3 separate regions of the Rattus norvegicus genome follow, and regions 1 and 2 are each linked to region 3. The links are chromatin contacts, called in public Hi-C maps. All regions are on one chromosome and are shown on one strand. The core of a region is the stretch at or near the end of the contact, and the rest is flanking DNA. Distances in the headings are between cores, read along the strand shown.

Region 1 (3,217 bases), core at 156-2,655, 270 kb before region 3:
TCGGGTCTTGTCCACTGTGCACAGGAGGCGGCATTCGCTCGATCCTCACAGCTTCCCTCACACTCTGATCTTCAAAAGCCTACGCCCCTTTCGTGCCGGCCAAGTCTGGTGCCCAGTTACTCATACGTCTGAACAACTCTCACTTTTTCCAAGGGCCTTGCCCTGTTGACTTAGCAGCTGATTCCCTCCAGATGATCCTGTCTTTTGTGCTCTGGTAATAGTGTTGCTAACTAACTAACGGAGCCCAATTAGAACGCCCGAGCATAAAAAGCATCCTGTGAACAGGATTGGGGCCAGAAAGCCTGGGGCCGTCACTTCCCGTCTGCGCCACTAGAGGGCAGGGCTGGATTCCACTTGGAGTCCCGCCCCAGGCAGTTCTTTGGTTCCTGAGCCTCCGGGAGGGGGCGCATTACTGACCTAGAGTCCTGCCTGCGGAGAAGCCTCGGGAAGGAGCGTGGGCCAGCACTGAGCAGCTCCTGAGGTGTGGCAACAGGGGACTGGGAGGGGACAAGGCAACACCACGTGAGCTGAGAAAGCTGGCAGTCCTATCTCTAACCACACAGGACCGAGGGCCCTCAGGCACCTGCCAAAAACAGGAACCAGAGCAACTCTGCTGCGACACCCATCGCGGGCAAGGGGACATTTCTCTCTGGGTTCTTGTTCCCCTTCCTTCTGCCTAGAGCTGGCAGAACCCATTTTCTGCTCAGGTTGGAGTGAGGTTGAGCCAGGTGGTCTGTGTGCTTTGTAATGCGCTGCTTTCATTCCTAAGACAAGTTCTTTACATTGCGCCCAAATGAGAGAACAGAGGGCTTTCCAAGGGAGTCACTTCACTGCCACCCTGGCTAGGGGCTCCGTTAGTTCGGTAATCAATAGATCAATCAATCAGTCAATCAATCAAACCCCTAACCCCAAGTTGCCCTGACTTGTCTGTCAGGAGCTCACTCCAGTGTGAAGTGTGACTTTAGATGATTGGCAGTCCTGTCTTGTTTTCAGTGCATGTGTCTGCAGGCCTGGGGGAGGGGACAGGGTTGCTCTCACTGGGTTCAGAGACCTGGAAGACTCACCAGCAAAGCTTGTGCTGTCTCTCAGCTTTCTGTGTCTGCTCTGGGGGGACAGGAAGACCTCCCTCAGGGCACAGCCTGTATTTGTTTGTGCCCACTTCCTGAACTTTCCCCGACCTGTTGGAAAAGAAAGTCCGATGTTTGCGTGAACTCTGTGTCTGACGACCTCTGTCTTCCATGCTCAGCTTGACTCAAGGTGGAAGTTTGTGGGTTTTGAGGCAGACGATTTGGGTCTGTGTTGAAAACGAGCAGCGGGATAACCGTTGAACTTCCCCTGACCTTGTCCTCTGGTAGCTGGGACCTGCCACATTGCCACACTATCCTGGGTACTTGACCCGAAGTCTCTTGTGGACTGTGCCAGCCCTCAAATGGGAACTTCTGATGAGGGTTGTTTGTACAACCTCTCAGTGATCAGTTCTTACTAATATATCATTTTATTTCCAATCATGTTCTCATCGTTGAGCACCTACTGTGTGCAAAGCGCTTTTGCTTCCGATGAGTTCCCAGGAAATGAGGCAAGCAGCAGGAAGCAGATGCCTTCTACACAGCCAAGGGTGGGTGCGAGTCACTCATACAGCCTCTCCCTTTGCTCCACAATGACTGCAGTTACCCACAGTGCAGCTGGCCGGGTACGTGCAGAAAGAAAGCACTTGGTCATGGCATGGTGAACTGGGGTGAGCGCACAGTGAGGAGACAGGTGTGTCTCCAGGGTCTCAGAGTCGAGAGTGCTGGTGTCAGCCTCTTGGCCTTGGGTAGGCGACACCCAGAAAGACAGGCATCTTCCAGGTTTCAGTTCTCTATTAGAAGGGGTTGGGTGGGGGTATTTTATTTAGTTACATTTGCTGGTGTTGGGGGGCATTGCAGGTCAGCCTACATGCTTGCAAGTGCTCTACCACTGAGCCGCAGCAGCCTGTCCCACGACGGTAACTTCTTTTTTATGATAAATAAGAGACAGGTTCTCTGTAGCCCTGGCTGTCCTGGAGTTCGCTGTGTAGGCCAGGCTGAGCGCAGGGATCTGCTTGGCTCTGCCTCCCGAGTGCTGGGATTAGAGGCGTGAGCTCAAATTTCTTAAGGGCATTGAGCACATCGTGAGTTCTGCTTACGCTGGGCTCATGGAGCCTTGTGAGAAGTTCTGTAGACTGAAAACTGTCAAGGGCTTTGGAAAACTCTGCACTGCTGGCTGCCAGGAATGGTGGTGGGGGAGCTGCACTGCTGGCTGGGGGGGGGGGTAGGGGGTCAGGGGTCAGGGGATGGGGGAGGTGCACTGCTTGGGGTGGGAGAGCTGCACTGCTGGCTGGGAGGGTAGAGGGTAGAGGGAGATGCATTGCTGGCTGGGGGTGGGGTGGGAGCTGAACTGCTGGCTGGGGTGGGGGTGGGGGTGGAGGGGGCTACCGCACTGCTGTTACTCCCACCTTCCTCCTGGACTCCTCTGTTGGCTGAGCTGCTAACGCCCCCACCACCCGCCTCTTGACCAGTTGGACTTGACTTGAGTTGGAATAACCGGCTTCCTGGCTTCTCCCCATGCAGCCTGTTTCTGGGCCAGGGTTTGTTTGAGGCTCTGTTTGGATACTGTTAAAAGTGGGCAGCTTGGCTCACAAAGGTCATCAGGAGAGACCAGAACAAAGAGATCTTTCAAGCTGGCTTCTCACAGGGCAGCCAGAAAGGACCGGGAAAACCCCAGCTCCACCCAGCACAGGCAGCTGCAGGCTGGGCCTTTTGAGAACCCCTACCGAGACGTTTCTTAGAGGGGCAAGCTGAGGCAGGGGGCATTCTCAGCATGGGAGAGCCAAGCAACCGAGGCTCAGATCCCAAATCTCCTGTGTGGTCCTGACCACTGGAACTCTTGTATGGGTTGTTTCTTGAAAAACAGTCAATATGAATTAGGATCTACTCAAAACCTGCCCGAGGGTGCTGATTTACTCTGCAAAAAAAAAATTCCCAGGCGCCTATTCAGTGCCCAAATCTCTCACAGATGTGAAAATTATTTAAAAAGCAAGTAAAACCCTTTGGAATTCAGGCTTGTGTTTGAATGCAGCACTCAGTCCTATGTGTCACGGGAGTGGTCAGTGCCTGGACATCAGCACCCCTTCCCCGGCGTCCGTCCGTCCGTCCAGGAGCAGCCTGTCTGCTGGTCCTGGGCTGTGAGGCCTCTTTGG
Region 2 (2,966 bases), core at 336-2,835, 310 kb before region 3:
TGTGGTTAGAATAAGGTGAGATGTGGCACAGTACTTCATCTCCAAGGCCCTGGTCTTAGGCCGAGCTCTCCGTTTGGAGCATGCCTGCTCCTGGGAAGGGCCTGGCCCACCCTCTCCTCCCATTGTGTCATTATTCCTATCAGGGAGTGAGCTTTCCTCCTAGCAGCTGTTGGCAGCCTTTTTCTAAGTCAGAGGCTCTTAGGAATTTTCACATTTGACAACACCCAGATATCTATCCTGTACCCAGAGCCAATGCCAATGAAAATTGACTAGTCCTGGTTGTCTCCTTGCTCTTGAAGTAAAACCAACCATAAGTCTCCCAGTTAAAGAAACCTTTACCTGGGCTGAGGTTGAGAATTTGTCCTGAACAATTTGGTGTTTAATATTTTGATCCACTTGTTCATTGGGGGATTCCAAAGGAAAAGCATGCTACCCTTTAACTAACAGCCTAGTAACATAGGAAGAGCAGAACTGTGAGGGTTGTGAGAACAGGTGGACTCCTCTCTCATAGATGACAGCTTAATACAAAACAGAGATCACCAAAGAGACACTCAAGGGGTACCACATAAACCCCCATCCACAGAAAGCATGAGAAGAAATATTTCAACCAAAAACGATGTATTCCCCTCATAGACAGAACATATGGCGGTGAACGCCTAAACTCAGAAATGACTTGGGTCCAATGTAGCTGCAGAATATTCAGTTGAGGGACAGGTCTTGAGTAAAGTTCAAAGACAGTGAGTCACACAGGTATGGTAGGCCTGTGGAAGGGCTTAGAAGGGCAAAGAGAATCCACAGAAGAACCAGGGAATGGGGCAGGGTGGAGGAGCATAAGAGATTTGTTTCAAGAGCGTGTCTCTAGCTCCCTGTATTGGACACGTGGAAGAGTATCAGTAAATATCAACGGAGCAGAAAGAGGAGCTGATTGTTAAGGCAAGGTGTCTGGAAAAGTGAGAGTTCTGAATGGGTTCAATGTATTTGACGAGTGTAGGCGAGATTGATGCCTAGGCCTCTGGTTTGGGCACATGTGTGGATGGAGGTTTTCCAGAAAAGGAAAACAAGAGAAACGAGCATCCCTTGTCTTCCTAACCTCCCAGGCTCAACCTAGCCAACCCCGCCGAGACAACAGGACCTGCGGGTCTGCCCCGAGGAAGATGGGGGAGCCAGGGGCAGATGGGGAGCCAGGGACAGATGGAGTAACGCCTGTGGCCCTCGTGCTTCTAGGCCAGCCGGGGTACGTGACAAGTCCACACAGCTGACCCTACAGCCAGACACTTAGACGCCCGGGAATGGGGTGAGCGAAAACAGCAGCGCGGGACTCCGCCAGCCAGACACGTCTGGCCCCGAAACCCTCTCGGAAGACAGGCGGCTGCCGTGGGCCACAGGTCCCACTGTGCCCGGACGGTCGGCATCCTCCACCCTGCCGCCCTGGCCTCCCATCCCGAGTCCCAGGCCCGGGAGCCACCGACCGACCTCTGCTCCAAGGGTCAGGCCTCCCGCCCGCCGGTTCGCTCACCCTGATAATCCCTGACGCAGTCGCGAAGCACTTCTGGATGAACCTTGCCAGCTGCCGTCCCCCTGACGCTTTTTCTCCGCACGCCGGACCCGCCCCTCGGTCAGCCGCGCAGGCGCACAGCCTCCCACCGCCCCGGGAGCCGTCGGCCCCGCCCCCTGCGCGGCCCGATCCATTGAGTCCACGTGTCCCCTGTGGCTGGCGCGCCGGATCTGCCTCCTGAGGGCGACACCCTGCTGCTTAGCCCTGGAGCGTCCAGGCGTGCGAGTTGCTAGGCAACCCTGAAGCCCCGGGAAGAGGCACCACAGGAGTTTTGGGCTGCAGGATACGGAGGAGCGGACTCAGAGGTTGGCCAGCCTCGCCTTCTCTATTCTTTGACCGTGCTCTTGCCCCTCTCCCCGCACTTCACACCGAAGAAGAGTGTAAAACCCCTAACTCCTGTCCAATGAGGCAGCCGGTGCCCGCCAAGGACCCTGCGTTTCCATGAATGACCTGCTTCCGTTTTTTCTTTGCTCTATTCCTGAGCCACAGCCTCAAGCTCCAAGACTTATGGGCGACCCAGCTAGTAAAGTTCCTGAAATCGGCTGGTTTTGTTTTCTTTACTTTTTAAATTTATGTACATTGGTGTCCGACCAGAGAGTGTGGGATCCCCTGAACTGGAGTTAGACAGTTGTGAGGTGCCATGTGGGTGGTGGGGACTGAAAAGCCAGTGCTCTTAATCACCTAGCCGAAACCGGGTGTTCTTTTCTAGAGAAGACAATATACTTTCAAAAAACGATCCTGCCCTTTACTCCTAACAAAACTGTCTTTCAGTGAATGTGTATAAATCCAGATGGATACAGGATTGTACATTTTAAAATACCTTCTCTCCTTTGTATCCATGAAGATACATAATCTTTTTTTTTTAGCTGCTCCTACATCAAAAGGGGAGAGAGATTATATCAAAGCCTTCCCTACTTCCTTGAGGCCTTGAAAATTGGCCAACAGCACCGCCTTTGTCCCACTTCCAAGATTAAGGTTTCAACATTATCCTATAGGGAGAGAAAAACCTCTTAGTCCCTAAGATATTAACACAACATTCCATCTCATTCTGAAGCTTAGATTAGTTTGATCCAGTTCGTTCCGGGTACTCTGCGCCTCCATCCAGACTGCATTCTACCTACGCTCCATTGTCTTGGGAGCTATAAATACAGGTAGTTTATGGCCCTTTAAGAAACTCAGTAACTGGGGTTGGGGATTTAGCTTAGTGGTAGAGCCCTTGCCTAGGAAGCACAAGGCCCTGGGTTCGGTCCCCAGCTCCGAAAAAAAAGAACCAAAAAAAAAAAAAAAAAAAAAAGAAACTCAGTGACTAGGAACTGGACTGAGGGTAGCCTGGAACTCCTGATCCTCTGTCCTTCACCTTCCACCTCCCAGACCTACCTTTCTGTTTGGTTTGGTTTGGTTTAGTTTGGTT
Region 3 (2,769 bases), core at 156-2,655:
AGAGGTTCTGCCTAAGTGTTACTCTCTTGGGGTTTCAGAGAAAGGTTGGATCAGGGAACTGGGAAGAGAGACTAGGCCAAGGCTGCTCTTGGGATTCAGAACCCTGGCAGTGGCTGACAGATTTCTGAGACTGAGCGTGGTCTTCAGCCCGCAAAATCAGCAGGTCGCCATTCTGCTTGGGCTTTGCCCTGTCTCAAGCCCTGTAGTTTGAAACAGCAGGCTCCACATCTGAGGAAAGCGAGTCTTCTGCGCTTCCTCGTGCTCTTGACAAGGCTGAGTCAGATGACAGGGCCCCGGAATGACCAGCCCATGCTTACGGCTTCCCCGTCTCTGCCGATCGCGGTCGGCCAGCTAATGTTCTAAAGACTCGACTGCAGGTACAGCACTGGCTTCAACCCGTGGGGACAGCCAGGTGACCATTACTCTGTGGCCAGTGGTAAGCATCTAGGAGTTTACAGGGAATTTATTTACTTTTCAAGAATATAAGAGGTAAAAAAAGAGGAAGGGGAAAAAGTCTAGGAAATGCCTTCTTCTGCATCAGCTTGAGTGACATAATGTCCCTGTTTGCTGTGCCTGGAAGTGTTTGCCCAAGGATAGCAACACTGTGTAGAACATGCTGTCACACGGATTGGCCCTTGTAGGTCGTACTGTCCTATCCAAGCATGGGGGGAGGGAAGACAACACTACTAGTCCCCTCCTGTGTGCCAGCTGCATGTTGGTGGTCCCATCTCACTAACAGCCTGGGGTGGGGTGGCATCACTCTGGGTCTCTAGAATGGGCTGCAGCTCTAAGAAGGGCTGAGGAGCTTGTGAGGTAATGGGGAAGCAGAGAAACAACTAAGCAGGTTAGGGAGGGAGCTTAGGAGAGAGACTTTGCCCCTGAAAGCTACCAGAGCCGTTGAAAGGCTGTGGCAGTGGAACAGATTCGCCCTCCAGCCCTCCCGCAGCTGTGCAAGCACGAAATGAAAACCAGAGAGAGCAGTCCGGAAGGCACATCTCTTGTCCCTCCTCTGTCCTTGTGCACACAGAAGAGAGGTCTCTGGGCTCCAGGCTGGCAGTTCAATAACCCATTTTACAATTTTAGATCCAAGCCAGTGGCCCCCAGTTTTAATTTAGATTATTGAAAGATGGTAAATTGGGCCAGACAAGTGACAGGCGCTCGCGGTGTGGGCACAGCGCTGGCAGGTTGCTGCTAGGATGATTTCAGTCATGACATTGAGGTCGGGAGAGCAGACAAAGTCTGAATTTAGCGTAGCCGTTCACTCACTAATCATGAGACACTGGAAATGTCATCTAATCGTTCTCACGTGCTTTTATTTCACTGTCGAAATATGTTTCATAGCGAGACGATGTCTCACCGCCCCATCTCCTGTAATTGTTGCCTACTGTTTTATAAAAGCCGGCGCATTCTTGCCTTTCAATAAATGCTAGCAAGCGTCATTCCGGGAGCCTAGTTGCATCACCAGTATGGCATCATCTGGTTCTTCCTTGTGGAGCAATACTGCCGCTCAGTGGATGAATGTGGAACTGCAACTAGCAAAGTGTTTCCGCCCCACCCTTCTTTCTACAAGGTCAGGGAAACTCCAGCTTGCTCAAAAGGCTCTTTTGTCCCCCCCCCCCGTACTAAAACAAAGCAAAACAAAACAAACAAACAAACAAACAAACAAACAAGAAAAAACCACTTCAATCCCAGTGAATTTTGAACCTTGAGCTAAAGAAAGAATGCCACTTAATTTTAATTTTATTTATTTATTTTTGAGACATGTCTCACTATGCAGCTCCATCTGGCTTTAAAACACTTAATCCTCCTGCCTCTGCTTCACAAACGCTGGGATTACAGACATGCGCCACAACTTGTGAAGAACCACAATCTTCACTGGCCTGGGAACAACTTTCTAGACTTGGCGTGCCCCACCCTCATGTACCACTAACAAGGACCATATGGGCAGAAAGCGAAAACACAGCAGAGAACCACAGGACAGGCACCGCTAAGAAACATTCAGTGGGCGCCACTAGGCCTCAGTTGGAAACACAGTAACCAGAAAACAAACAAACAAAAATCCCACCAACTGTCTAGTTGGGGAAGAAGCACATTAGCTTTTAGCACACAAGAGGTAGATGGAGTGTTCAGACAGCCAGGGCTACGCAGGAAAACCGTGTCTTAAAACAATAAACAAACAAACAAAAGAGAAATAAAAAGGAAGGAAAGGATACGAACAAAATCACGTAAGAATAGATTGCAGTCTATAGTAACGACCTGAAGTCCGGGTGACAGACACTATCCCCACCAGGACTGGAGAAGCCACGGTCCTCGGTGTTCCCAGGGGCCCCGGACTCTATTGGAGTTCATTTAAATGTTCATTGTTTTTGAAGGTAGAGGAAGTGACTCTTGGCTACAAACTCCTCCTCTTGGCAATCAGACGCCAGAAAGGTCACCAAAACATGAACGGGGTTCCCAAAAGGGGGACAGCGGAGGGTCCCCAGGGCTAAACGATCTTCCAGAAACTCGAGTAGCACATAGCAATCACAGAGCAAGGACGAAGACAGGGCTCTTGCTGCCCGAGGACCGGAGTTGGACGCCATAACCCACAGGGGAACAGAGGGGACCAACCAAGTCCTGCCAGGTGTCCTCTGACTTCACACATGTGCTATTTCATGCACACATGCAATTAGTAAATGCAATTTTAAGCAGGCATTGTATATTTGTTGTTTAGATCATTCTCGTTTGAGACAAAACTTTAGGAAAACACTGCTTCTGTAGGCAATTTTT

Evidence for each region. Hi-C and Micro-C count contacts between places; a contact is called where the count stands out from the background.
Region 1: a contact with region 3 is called in a Hi-C map of the A7r5 cell line, with 11 times the contacts expected there. The contact joins two enhancer-like sites. A contact is called at or near these places in 12 of 12 Hi-C or Micro-C datasets (the A7r5 cell line, the Rat2 cell line, Schwann cells and 7 more) and 1 of 1 datasets of contacts at active chromatin or transcription factors (oligodendrocytes).
Region 2: a Hi-C map of mammary epithelial cells shows a contact between it and region 3, with 4 times the contacts expected there. The contact joins the promoter of Mcfd2 here to the enhancer-like site in region 3. A contact is called at or near these places in 3 of 12 Hi-C or Micro-C datasets (kidney, liver and mammary epithelial cells).

The regions. Positions count from the first base shown.
Region 1 is chr6:12,980,014-12,983,230 of GRCr8, reverse strand. The region is part of intron 5 of Ttc7a (tetratricopeptide repeat domain 7A); the gene reads left to right. Among named protein-coding and RNA genes, the nearest start is that of Ttc7a, 34 kb to the left of the region's middle. Within about 2 kb of position 1,405, at least 60 of the 93 cell types and tissues checked have an H3K27ac peak or open chromatin away from gene starts, as enhancers often do. A contact at or near this core is called in the A7r5 cell line and liver, where this site is marked.
Region 2 is chr6:13,026,669-13,029,634 of GRCr8, reverse strand. Mcfd2 (multiple coagulation factor deficiency 2, ER cargo receptor complex subunit) reads right to left here and starts at 1,585. Exons shown (of 4, transcript NM_139253.2): 1 at 1,517-1,585.
Region 3 is chr6:12,711,872-12,714,640 of GRCr8, reverse strand. No RefSeq gene overlaps it. Among named protein-coding and RNA genes, the nearest start is that of Epcam, 64 kb to the right of the region's middle. Within about 2 kb of position 1,405, at least 63 of the 93 cell types and tissues checked have an H3K27ac peak or open chromatin away from gene starts, as enhancers often do. A contact at or near this core is called in the A7r5 cell line and liver, where this site is marked.